3 separate regions of the Mus musculus genome follow, and regions 1 and 3 are each linked to region 2. Evidence: chromatin contacts called from public HiChIP or PLAC-seq data. All regions are on one chromosome and are shown on one strand. The core of a region is the stretch at or near the end of the contact, and the rest is flanking DNA. Distances in the headings are between cores, read along the strand shown.

Region 1 (3,293 bases), core at 65-2,564, 230 kb after region 2:
CATTTCATAAGCTCTGCTGTACCCACCTCCTATGTACCTAGTAATACAAAAAGAATGTGGAGGGGGGAGTTAGACTTTGCAAACTGGGTCATAATGACAGTGGTTTCTATCACTCCCTATCGCCCCACTTCCCTTACAGATAACTCTTCTGAGGGAAGGCAGATACCAACAGAAAACAATGAGGACTCCTGCCACTGGTCTTTTGAGTCCACTATCTTGGATTTGGATCCCCCAACTTGGCGAGAGTTACTGGGCCATCATCACCCAGGTAGACTGATTCCCTACCCACAGAAAGTGTTGACTAATAAAGGTTGTTTTATTTTGTGCATTTGGGGAAGACCGCATATTGTAGCCCAGGCTTATCTCAAACTCCAAATTCATATGTCTCAGCCTCAACTTCTGGGATTACAGAAATCCACCACCACACCTAGGATAAAGATTGCTAGGATAAACCAATAAACTTCTTGTTTGTTATAAAGCAACATATAAGGAATACAAGGAGGCAATGGAAGGAGTAAGAAAAAACGCCAGTACAGAGAAGAAACAGACAGCTCGGTGTAATGAGGCAGGAAGATTGCTTCCAGTTCAAGGCAGCAGGAGGCGGTGGTGGCCTTAAAAGAACATTAGAACTGTGAGGGTGGAATATGAAGACAACCCCATCACCAACCACTCCTGACCGTACCCACCTCACTGCCTTGGGCCTGAACTTGAAGAACATGAACTGATTCTCACTGATACTAAACACACGGGGCCCAAAGAGCGTTAGGATTTAAGGAACATGTCCACCGGAGCACAAAGTTCCTCTGGTAGGTCAACCCCTGTCGCTCCGGGTCACCACAGCGCCCTCCAGGGAACAGACACGACGGAGCAGAGATTTGTTTGGCCAAGTTGAGCACGCTTGAGGGTGCCAGGCCCTGTGCACTGCTACTCTGGGAGCTCAGGCGGGGCCGACCTTAGCTGTGAGCTGCAAGTGGAGGCGGGACCCGCTCCTGGCCCCCACTAGCTCCGGGCGATCGAACGCAGACGGCTTTGGCCGGAACCAGCTCGCGCGTTAAGAGTTACCTAGTCCGATCCTGACCTGCTCTCGGACCTGTCCGCGAGATCCTGCTCCTCAGCAAGTGGTACAGGACTGGCGAGGCTGGCTCAACTGCGGTCCCTGGAATCCGGGATCCACATCCCCAAGGTTCCCGGGAGGACAGCGGCTGAACAGGAGTACAGACTACGCCGGACAGCAGCGCCCCTCCCCGGCGCACCCCGGTCCGCCCGGCCCCGAGGGCAGCGTGCCACGCCCCCACTGGGCCCACCCAGGAGGCCCGCCCCGCAGTAGGCCCCGCCCCAGAGAGGCTGTGACCCCCCCCCTTAGTTCGGCCCACCTGAACTGTGCGTCACTTCCTGCCAGCGGAAGGGGCGTACCACAGCGATTCCGTTCTGTTGACTGAGTCGGTTGCTTAGCAACACGGCCACTGTGTCCAGTGTTGCCCTTTTCGAGCAGAGAGCCTGTTTGTGCAGGAGCATTTTGGCATGATAATGCTGTGATGGCTTAGGCCTGGTGTTCCCATACTAACCCCAGGAATCCATGAATGGAGACAAGACAGAAGGCCCATGCTAAGGCTTCTTTTTTCTAGCCTGCGTATCTTTCCGATCACTTACTGGCCACGGTATTTTCTTTCCTCAGTGCACACGCAGGCACATAGAGACACACACTACGACAGAAAGGGAAGATCAGAGGACAGTTTTGTAGAGCTGGTTCACTTTCGCCTTTATGTGGGTTCTTGGGATCGAACTTAGGTTACAGGCTTGCACAATAGCTTGGCAAGGACTTTTACTCTCTGAGTAGGCATAAATTTTTTGCAACCTACTTTTTTTTTTTTTTTTTGGTTTTTCGAGACAGGGTTTCTCTGTGTAGCCCTGGTTGTCCTGGAGCTCACTTTGTAGACCAGGCTGGCCTCGAATCAGAAATCTGCCTGTCTCTGCCTCTCCAGTGCTGAGATTAAAGGCGTGTGCCACCATGCCCGGCTGCAACCTACTCTTAATAAGGGTCCAACCTCTCCTCTAGCCTACAACCCAGCAGAGGCAGTGGAAGAGAAAAGTTATTAGGATATGGGTGAAATGGACCGGTTCAGCAATAATTCTTTAGGGGTGAGCTAGATCTTCTTGGGCAGCAGTTCAGTCCCATAGCAAACACCAAGTACAATTCAGCAGCTGCAGACCAGTCCTCTAGGGGGGCAGACACCAGACACTAACCACCAGCTGCAGTCCAGTCCTCTAGGGGGGCAGACACCAGACACTAACCAGCAGCTTCAGTCCAGTCCTTTCAGCAAGCAGACACCAGGCAGCTGTAGTTAAATCCTGAAGAAACTTCTAGATTTGCCAACCAGCCTGATGTGAGGCCGCAGAAGCTGCAAGCTGCCATAGGAACCTCACAAGCAGTTCTTTGGATAATTTCTCTCAATGGCAGTGTTACCACAAGGTGAGCTCAACAATGCTATGTAAGGCGAACAAATACATGCGTGTCTTTAGCAAAGAATAGCAAGGCAGAGCAAACCAAATCTCAGTGCTCCTCTCCCACTGTCTGTGGGGTCACATTTATACTCCTTTATCAAGAGTCCTTACACGTGTCTGCTATATCCAACAAGCATCCTTTCACTTGTGTCTGCTTCAGGAAAACAGTCTTTTATGTGTTTGCTTTATCAAGACATCCTTTCAGCTAGGCAGTGGTGGCGCACGCCTTTAATCCCAGCACTTGGGAGGCAGAGGCAGGCGGATTTCTGAGTTTGAGGCCAGCCTGGTCTACAGAGTGAGTTCCAGGACAGTCAGGGCTACACAGAGAAACCCTGTCTCAAGAAAAATGAAAAAAATAAAAAATAAAAAAGACATCCTTTCATCCGTGTGTCTCAGCAAACCATCATTTGGCATAGCTAACTTTCTAAAGAACTAGAAGTTTCCTCTTGGTGTGCCATTACACTGATTTTATATAGTGCTGTTAATCTAACTCAGAGCTTTGTGGTTGGTAGATAAGCGCCTTACCAATTCAGGTACAACCCTAGCTGCTGCTGCTTCTTCTTCTTCTTCTCCTCCTCCTCCTCCTCCTCCTCCTCCTCCTCCTCCTCCTTCTTCTTCTTCTTCTTCTTTAAGATGGAGTTCTTATTTAGCCCAGGTCAGCCTTGCATTTTTTTTTACATATTTAAGGCTAGTTTTAAACTCCTGTTTTTCCTGCCTCTATCATTTGGTGGGATTATAGGCCTGCAACACTACACTTAGTGATCTGAAGGTTGGGGAAGGTTATGGGAGCT
Region 2 (3,445 bases), core at 768-3,267:
AGAAAAGCCATAAAGAAACAAGTTGATAGACTTAGTAGCAACTCTAGTACCAAAGGCTGTGACCAATGACTCCAGAAAAATCTAAGGAAAACCATAACCTTAACCCAAATCAGGCAAAGGACACTCCCACTCAAGGTCTCAGTTCCACCTCCAGGCCCTCCCAGCTCCGGAAGCCACAGGAAGATATGCAAAACAAAAGACAAGGCTGGGGCAGGGAGCTGTGTGACTCAATCTCTGAAACAGATTCACAAGGTGTAGGGAGGACCCTAGTTGTGAAACCAGGAGATACTCTGTATAAACAGGAAGGAATACTCCCCCATGACCCCAGGAGAAGGCTGGCCAGTGGAGACTGGATAGACTCAGAAGACAGTAGTGACCACGGACTCAGCAGCAACTTGTCTTAGAAGGAAACACAGTACTGCCTGAGCCGGGCCTTAAGAAGGGTGTCAGAGCCTCAGACCCCGAACAAGGATGTCAGTGAAGAGTGGCCGGGAGCCGATTATCAGGCATAAGCACAACTCACCTTCTATAGCAGGAAGATGACAGCAGCCAAACTCCAAAGTCAAAAGCTGGCCTTTAAGACTAGCAAGAGCTAGCTACAAGGTGGTGGCACACACCTTTAATCAGAGCACTCGAGAGGCAGAGGCAGGTGGATCTCTTGAGCTGCAGGCCAGTCTGGTCTACAGAGTGAGTTCCAAGACAGGCAGGGCTACACAGAGAAACCCTGTCCCCAAAAGCAAACAAAACAAAACAACAACAAAAAAACTCACACAAAACACCAAAAGAAAAAAAAAAACCCTCCCCCAAAAAACAAAAACCAAGACTCTAGCAAGACCTTTTCCTTACCCTCTCTCCTCTCCATGTGAGCTACTGGGCTGGCAAGATCACAGTTAGGCAGGAGGCCACACAGAGCCAGTTCTAAGAGGCTGACTCCAACAGCAGACACAGGGAGACTGCTGCCCAGTCCAGCCCTTACAGGGAGTGTGTAAGGGCAAGGGAACAGGAGAAGCTGCTATGAGCCCCAGGTCCAGATCCAAACCCCCAGCCCTAGAAATCTGTTCCACAACCATTCCCCTCAATTGCTTTCTATCCCAAACCATGAAATGTCACTTGAAAGTTTGATTTAAAAAACCCAAACCACACCTGGAAGAGAGTATTTTCTAAAATGTTGTTCAGAATCTATGATTACAAGTATATTTCACAAGATTTTCAGCAAATGATCGAGGCTCTGCCTACCTTGCCACCTTCCTGCTGGAGAGCCGCTTGGCTGGGCTGTGCAAAAACCAAACAAACAGGAAAATAGTGTCAGGGAACAGACCGAAGGACAGGAGGAAACAGGAAGCTTGGGCTGGGGAGATAGCAGGGCCCAGGCATGCAGCCCCTTGCCCCCGGCAAGCCGCATGCACACAATACCCACTCGGCAAGGCAGAGGACATGCACAGCACCTCTGTAAAGGGCCTCACCAAGTCTCAGCCTGAGCCCTCAAAAGAAACCAAGCCCAATGCTGAAACCCACCGGCTGACTGCACCTAGCTCTAAGCCATTGGCCACTGTCATGTCCCCAAGTACTTCTGAAGCCATTATCTCAATTGACTGGCTATCACACAGGCCCTCCTGTGACAGAAGAGTGTGTAATCGTTTTGACCTGGGTCCTGAAACTTCACACTGCAAATATCTGTAGGACGGGGATTTAGAACCCCTTCCTGAAACCATCCCAGAGCAGTAACACCTATGGCAGCAAGAACAGGCTGAACATGCCTCTTCTGAGCCAGTCAGAGCATGGCCTCCCTTCTGAAGCTGTGGCCGTGTGTTCAGGCACAAGAACCACCTGTTTCAGCTCACGGCTTCCTCTTCTTTCAAGGGCCAGGCAGGCAATCTACCTGGAGCGGTGCGTGCTGCACAAGCCACCCCTTTATCACTGCAGCTGGGTTCAGAATCATCCTTTGTGGTGGCTCTGGGACATACACTGCTGGGATCCATTTTCATTTGTGATGCTACATTGTGCCACTAGAGGGCACTGGAGAGACAATGCTGATAGCATGTAGCCTACAGAGGGCTGAGCTGTGCCATTTCGACAGGGCTGTAGACTGCTGAGGGAAGGGTGGTAGTGGGATTTGGATCTCTTGGATGCTGTTTGCTATTCCTGCTCCTCAGGATCCTTGACAATGCACGGGTGGGCACCTGTGCATTCACTCTCACTGCGCAGTTCCTGAGCAGCTACTGTTTGGCTCCCTCTCCTGACTGGACTCCTGACTAGCAGTGTACAAATGTGCTGATGTCTTACAATCACGGACACTCCTTGAACAATTAGAGCAGATTGCTCTGTGTAACTATCAGGCTCTGGACCACTAAATCCCGCAACAGTTTACAATTTTCAAAATATACCTCTGAGTAAGTCAGACTGCTTGGTTTCTATAAAATGGATTGTTTTGACTGATGCTCCCAGGTACCTAAAGAACACAGTAGCTACAAGAGCACTTCGCGGCCCTCCCTGTTCTATGGTGAGGTCATGAAGTTTATCCCGAGGCAATCCAGGATGGCCAGGAGGCATGACTCAGCTCTTTCGCTAGTATTCAGGTACTAGTATCATCTGTGTCCTAACTAACAGGAAAGTCTCTCTACACCTGCAGAGCCTTTACCCGGGAGAGGTCCCACTGGTCATGTTGAGTCACATACTAGTCTGACACTGCCCCAAGAGGCCTAACTGGCATGATCACCATCATCTTCCAGGCAGGTTTTCAGCACTGGAAACGTCTTCAGTGACTGAGGCAACATACGGATCTTCCTTTACAACATATCTGTAACTCAAAGCCACTCACTCATCAATAGCAGGATGGCTCACCAGCAGGAAGAACACAGCTGGCTCCTTCCTAGCACTGAATGCATGGCAGGGGAAAGCCTGTGTGCCCTATACTGGGAACTGGACGGGTTTCTGGAATCACCAGAGACCGGATTTTTATTTTCAAGTCTTGCCAAAACATGCCCTCAAAGGATACTACTGGATTCGTGGCCAGGACCCCAGCAGGCTCCCTCTGATCCTTCCCAACTGGCCAAGATCCTACTTCACTGGATATTGGTTAAAGGCCTCCAGCTTTGTGATGCTGCACAGAACACAGGGAAAAAGCTAAGTCACAGGTACCACGACGGGTTATGGCACAGGGTCTGGAACAGGACGGAGGTGTAGATCCAGTCCTGCAATGGCGGGGCAGGCAAGGGGCAGCCGCTCACAGACCTCCAAGTGTGTTCCACTCCCGAGATGCTCTGCCTTCCTGCAGTAACAGTGCTGCCCGACAGGAGCCTGTGTGGCCACTCGCCACCTAAGCCTAGCAGGAGATGCTATTGGTAGCGTCACATACCGCCTAATCTTCTCCAGACCCTTCTCCTAAAAGTCCCCCAGCCAGGGGCGTGTCCCTCTTCACACCAAGCCAATGGCATCTGGCGAATGT
Region 3 (3,207 bases), core at 421-2,920, 150 kb before region 2:
AACCACAGCCCACCTGCTTCTGGGGGGGAACAGCTCTTCTCATCCTGCTCATCAGGCACCTTGGAACAGTCACTTGGAAACCTTGTGGGGGGCAAACACAGGTAGAAGCAAAATCAATATCTGGGGACTAAAGGCCACCTGACCCCTCACCACCTGAGGTCCAGAGCTCCTCACCGAACGTGGATGTAATTGTCATGCCAGCTCTCCCCTTTTGGCACCGGGAAAGCCATTTCTCGAGGCATAGGGTTAACAGACAACTTTGCACGCCGGGCCTCAGTGACAGTGACAGCTACAATGAGCAGGACTGTTCTAGATCAAGGGACATTTGTCCTATCCCTTCCCACCCCAGGCAACATGCATTACCAAGTATCTGCCACTCCACCAACCAACCCACCCCAATGCTCTTCCTGGAGCTGGGAGCCCTGGTGCATGGCTCTCCTCTGAAATTGGTAAGTGGTTCTTATCTGCCAGCTAGCGGGAGGGTTCTAGCCTTCTGACTGGGATGGGGCATGAAGTGTGGGCCTCACCAGGGTCAAAGCACAGATCACTGGTGTAGAGGTTTCTGACTAGCAGGCTGGCACACAGCCTGATGCTCTTGAGATGACTATAGTGCCTGCCCAGGTAGAACATCAGGATGTCACGCAGGTCCAGCTGTAGGCAGGTCCAGCGGGCACGAGGAAGAGCTACACCTGCCAGGTCTGCAGGACACGTGCGAGGTCAGCACCTACCATTTTGTTGCAACCCCTCTCAGCCCCATCCCCTAGCTATCCTCAGGGCCACACAGAAGCACATGCCCAGTTGGGCCTGTACCATCCCGTTTTAGGCCTTCATTCAAGCCGTCCCTCTTGGACCAAATGTCACCACCTCTCCTGGGTGTCTTAGTCTCGAAGACAAAGGGGAACTGAAGCCACGTTGTGGAGGACTTGAACTCCTTAAAGAGGTTGGAGAAAGACACACGGATGACCTGGCCGTCCTATGAGGCAGAGCGAGGCCATTAGAAGGAGATTATGGCACGGTGGGAAAGCAGCAATAGACACCCAGCCCTCCTTCCAAGCTGGGCACCTCGGTGGACACGTCCAGGTGGATGACAAAGTGCTTGGTAGGCACAGGCCGGAAAAGCACATACAGGTACCGCCCAGTCAGCCCCAGAGACTGGGTGCTAGTTCTGGGGAGCTGGATGTAGTTGCTGGCAGATACAGACCCACGGATGCGATACACAGCGCTCTTCAGGACCTTGTCCTAGAAAGAGAGAGGTGCTGCAAACAGGCGCAAAACTGGAGGACAGTCACAGTGCCCACTGGGAGATTTCTCAGGAGCAGGAAGGACCCCGCGGCCAGTACCGTCACCACAGCCACATCTCCCTCTTTGCTGGACCGTTTCCACTCATCCACCCTGAAATGTCTGAATACATTGAGGAAAGGGTGCTGCCAGGCTGCAGAAGGGACGCCGCCTGAGCACCGATCTGGGGCAGCGCGCCGCGACCCTCCACCTCCGCCCGCGGGACGGGCTTCTGCACGAGGTCCAGTCACTGACGCGGCGGGGACCTCGGACCCGGGACTCCCGGGACGCGAGCCCTGACGACAGCGCGTCTCGCGCGCGCCGCTACCTCCGGCCATGGCGCTACAGCTCGCGCTTCCCGCCTCAGCTGACGCTGTCTTACGCAAAACACATAGCACGGCGCCTAGCAACAGCCTCCTGGCAACGCGCGTCACTTCCGTCGCCGCTGCAGCAACGCACAAATATCCCGCTGCTGCGTGGTCCTGGGCACCTAGCAGGCCCCTAGGTCTTGCGTGGGCTCGCCCTGCCCACTTCCACCGCTGTTGCCTCCTGCTTGGGGCTTTGCGGCCTCGCCCAGCCGGGGCCTCAGCACTGTGCAGGGAACTGTGCTAAGTAGCCGTGGTCGCTGACTCTCTCAGAGGCCTCCGGTTTTGTTTTGAGAGCTGAACCTTTTTTTCTGTATGTGAGCCAGAAAGGTCATGCTGAGACCTGTCCACATCCACGGTCCACCCAGGCTGGGCCTCATCTCTGCTTTCTAACTGTGTGGAGGTATCTGATCAGCATCCAGGGTACTCTGGGTCTCCCTGCTTCAGGAGAGTAAGGTCCCTGTGCCCACTGGGGTGCAGCTTTCAGATAACCACATCACCACAGGTTCAACATATACCCAAAGACCCTTGAGGCATTTTCCCAGTATACTACAGCAGACCTCCAGCTTGAGAGAGAAGGTCCTGCAGTCGAGGGCTAGGATTCTATTCCAGCTAAGTCCTGGTGGAGAATGGACTTTGCCTCCCAGACATGCTCTGTCTTCTCCTAAGGATTAATCCTGTTAACTAATGCACTGGGTTCCTTGCTCAACTTTTTTTTTTCCCTTTTAGACGGAATCTATGTAATCCTGGCTGTCCTAGAACTTGCTATGTAGATCAGGATAACTTTGAACTCACAGCTCCAGCCTCTGTAGTTCAGGGATTAAAGGCCTGGGCCAGCCATTCCCTTCAGAGGCCCTTCTGCAAGGTAGCTGACCTTATCTCTAAGAGCAAAGCTTTTCTTCTTCCTTCCCCCACAGCAGTTTAGAACATTTATAGCTGCCTGCCTTGGGGTTTTCCCTTTAAAGGCTAATAAATTCCCAAACTTCTATTTCAGTCTGGTTTTGTCCTTGAGCTTGTTTGTGGCCATTCTCTTTCTTGTCTCTTTCTGTCTGTCTTTTTGAGACAGAATATCTCTGTGTAGTCCTGGCTGTCCCAGAACTCACTATGTGGGAGCAGGCTGGCCTTGAACTCAGAGATCCTCCTGCCTGGCCGTTTAAAATCCATATATTAATGAAACTTAAGAACCCCAAGAGGGGACCTTGATTTCTCCAGTATCACCAAGATTTCTTCCTTTTAATTCTTTAATCGGCAGAGAAAACAAACTCTTTCCTATATCTCACTCCAGTATCACCTGGGTCTTGGGTCTGACTTTGGCCATTGTCAAGAAAAAGAGGTAGTGGATTCAGATGAGACAGCTTGAAACTACATATTTCCAAAATGAGCTGGTCAAGGACCTCATCACCCTAGTTATCGCAGCATGGTGGGGCATGTCTTTAATCCCAACACTCTGTGAGTTCCAGGCCAGCCAGCCACCTGTCTCAAAAAAAAAAACAAAAAAAAAAAACAAAAACAAAAAAAAAAACAGAGCTGGACAAAGCTTAACTTCTTCTAGTCCAAGAGTAAA

Evidence for each region. HiChIP or PLAC-seq counts read pairs in DNA pulled down with a chosen protein or histone mark.
Region 1: an H3K4me3 HiChIP or PLAC-seq map of bone marrow-derived macrophages shows a contact between it and region 2, with 2.0 times the contacts expected there. The contact joins the promoter of Fam234a here to the enhancer-like site in region 2. A contact is called at or near these places in 1 of 15 datasets of contacts at CTCF or cohesin (the NIH/3T3 cell line), 4 of 484 Hi-C or Micro-C datasets (embryonic stem cells and nephron progenitors), 7 of 115 datasets of contacts at active chromatin or transcription factors (bone marrow-derived macrophages, embryonic stem cells and pancreatic cancer cells) and 1 of 9 other capture datasets (pancreatic islet).
Region 3: an H3K27ac HiChIP or PLAC-seq map of the HPC-7 cell line shows a contact between it and region 2, with 7 times the contacts expected there. The contact joins the promoter of Wdr90 here to the enhancer-like site in region 2. A contact is called at or near these places in 9 of 39 promoter capture datasets (the C10 cell line, the HPC-7 cell line, cranial neural crest and 5 more), 2 of 15 datasets of contacts at CTCF or cohesin (the NIH/3T3 cell line and embryonic stem cells), 3 of 484 Hi-C or Micro-C datasets (the G1E-ER4 cell line, the HPC-7 cell line and bone marrow-derived macrophages), 19 of 115 datasets of contacts at active chromatin or transcription factors (the 230-238 cell line, CD8 T cells, the HPC-7 cell line and 9 more) and 4 of 9 other capture datasets (adipose tissue, liver, macrophages and 1 more).

Annotation. Positions count from the first base shown.
Region 1 is chr17:26,242,928-26,246,220 of GRCm38.p6, forward strand. It overlaps Fam234a (family with sequence similarity 234, member A), which reads right to left and starts at 1,315. Exons shown (of 13, transcript NM_001206335.1): 1 at 1,079-1,315.
Region 2 is chr17:26,007,619-26,011,063 of GRCm38.p6, forward strand. It overlaps Rab11fip3 (RAB11 family interacting protein 3 (class II)), which reads right to left. Exons shown (of 14, transcript NM_001162868.2): 6 at 1,237-1,272. Among named protein-coding and RNA genes, the nearest start is that of Capn15, 23 kb to the left of the region's middle. Within about 2 kb of position 2,018, at least 31 of the 459 cell types and tissues checked have an H3K27ac peak or open chromatin away from gene starts, as enhancers often do. A contact at or near this core is called in the G1E-ER4 cell line, the HPC-7 cell line, bone marrow-derived macrophages and 1 more, where this site is marked.
Region 3 is chr17:25,859,845-25,863,051 of GRCm38.p6, forward strand. It overlaps Wdr90 (WD repeat domain 90), which reads right to left and starts at 1,671. Exons shown (of 41, transcript NM_001163766.1): 1 at 1,341-1,671; 2 at 1,063-1,239; 3 at 811-973; 4 at 528-698; 5 at 175-289; 6 at 14-81. The coding sequence starts at 1,616.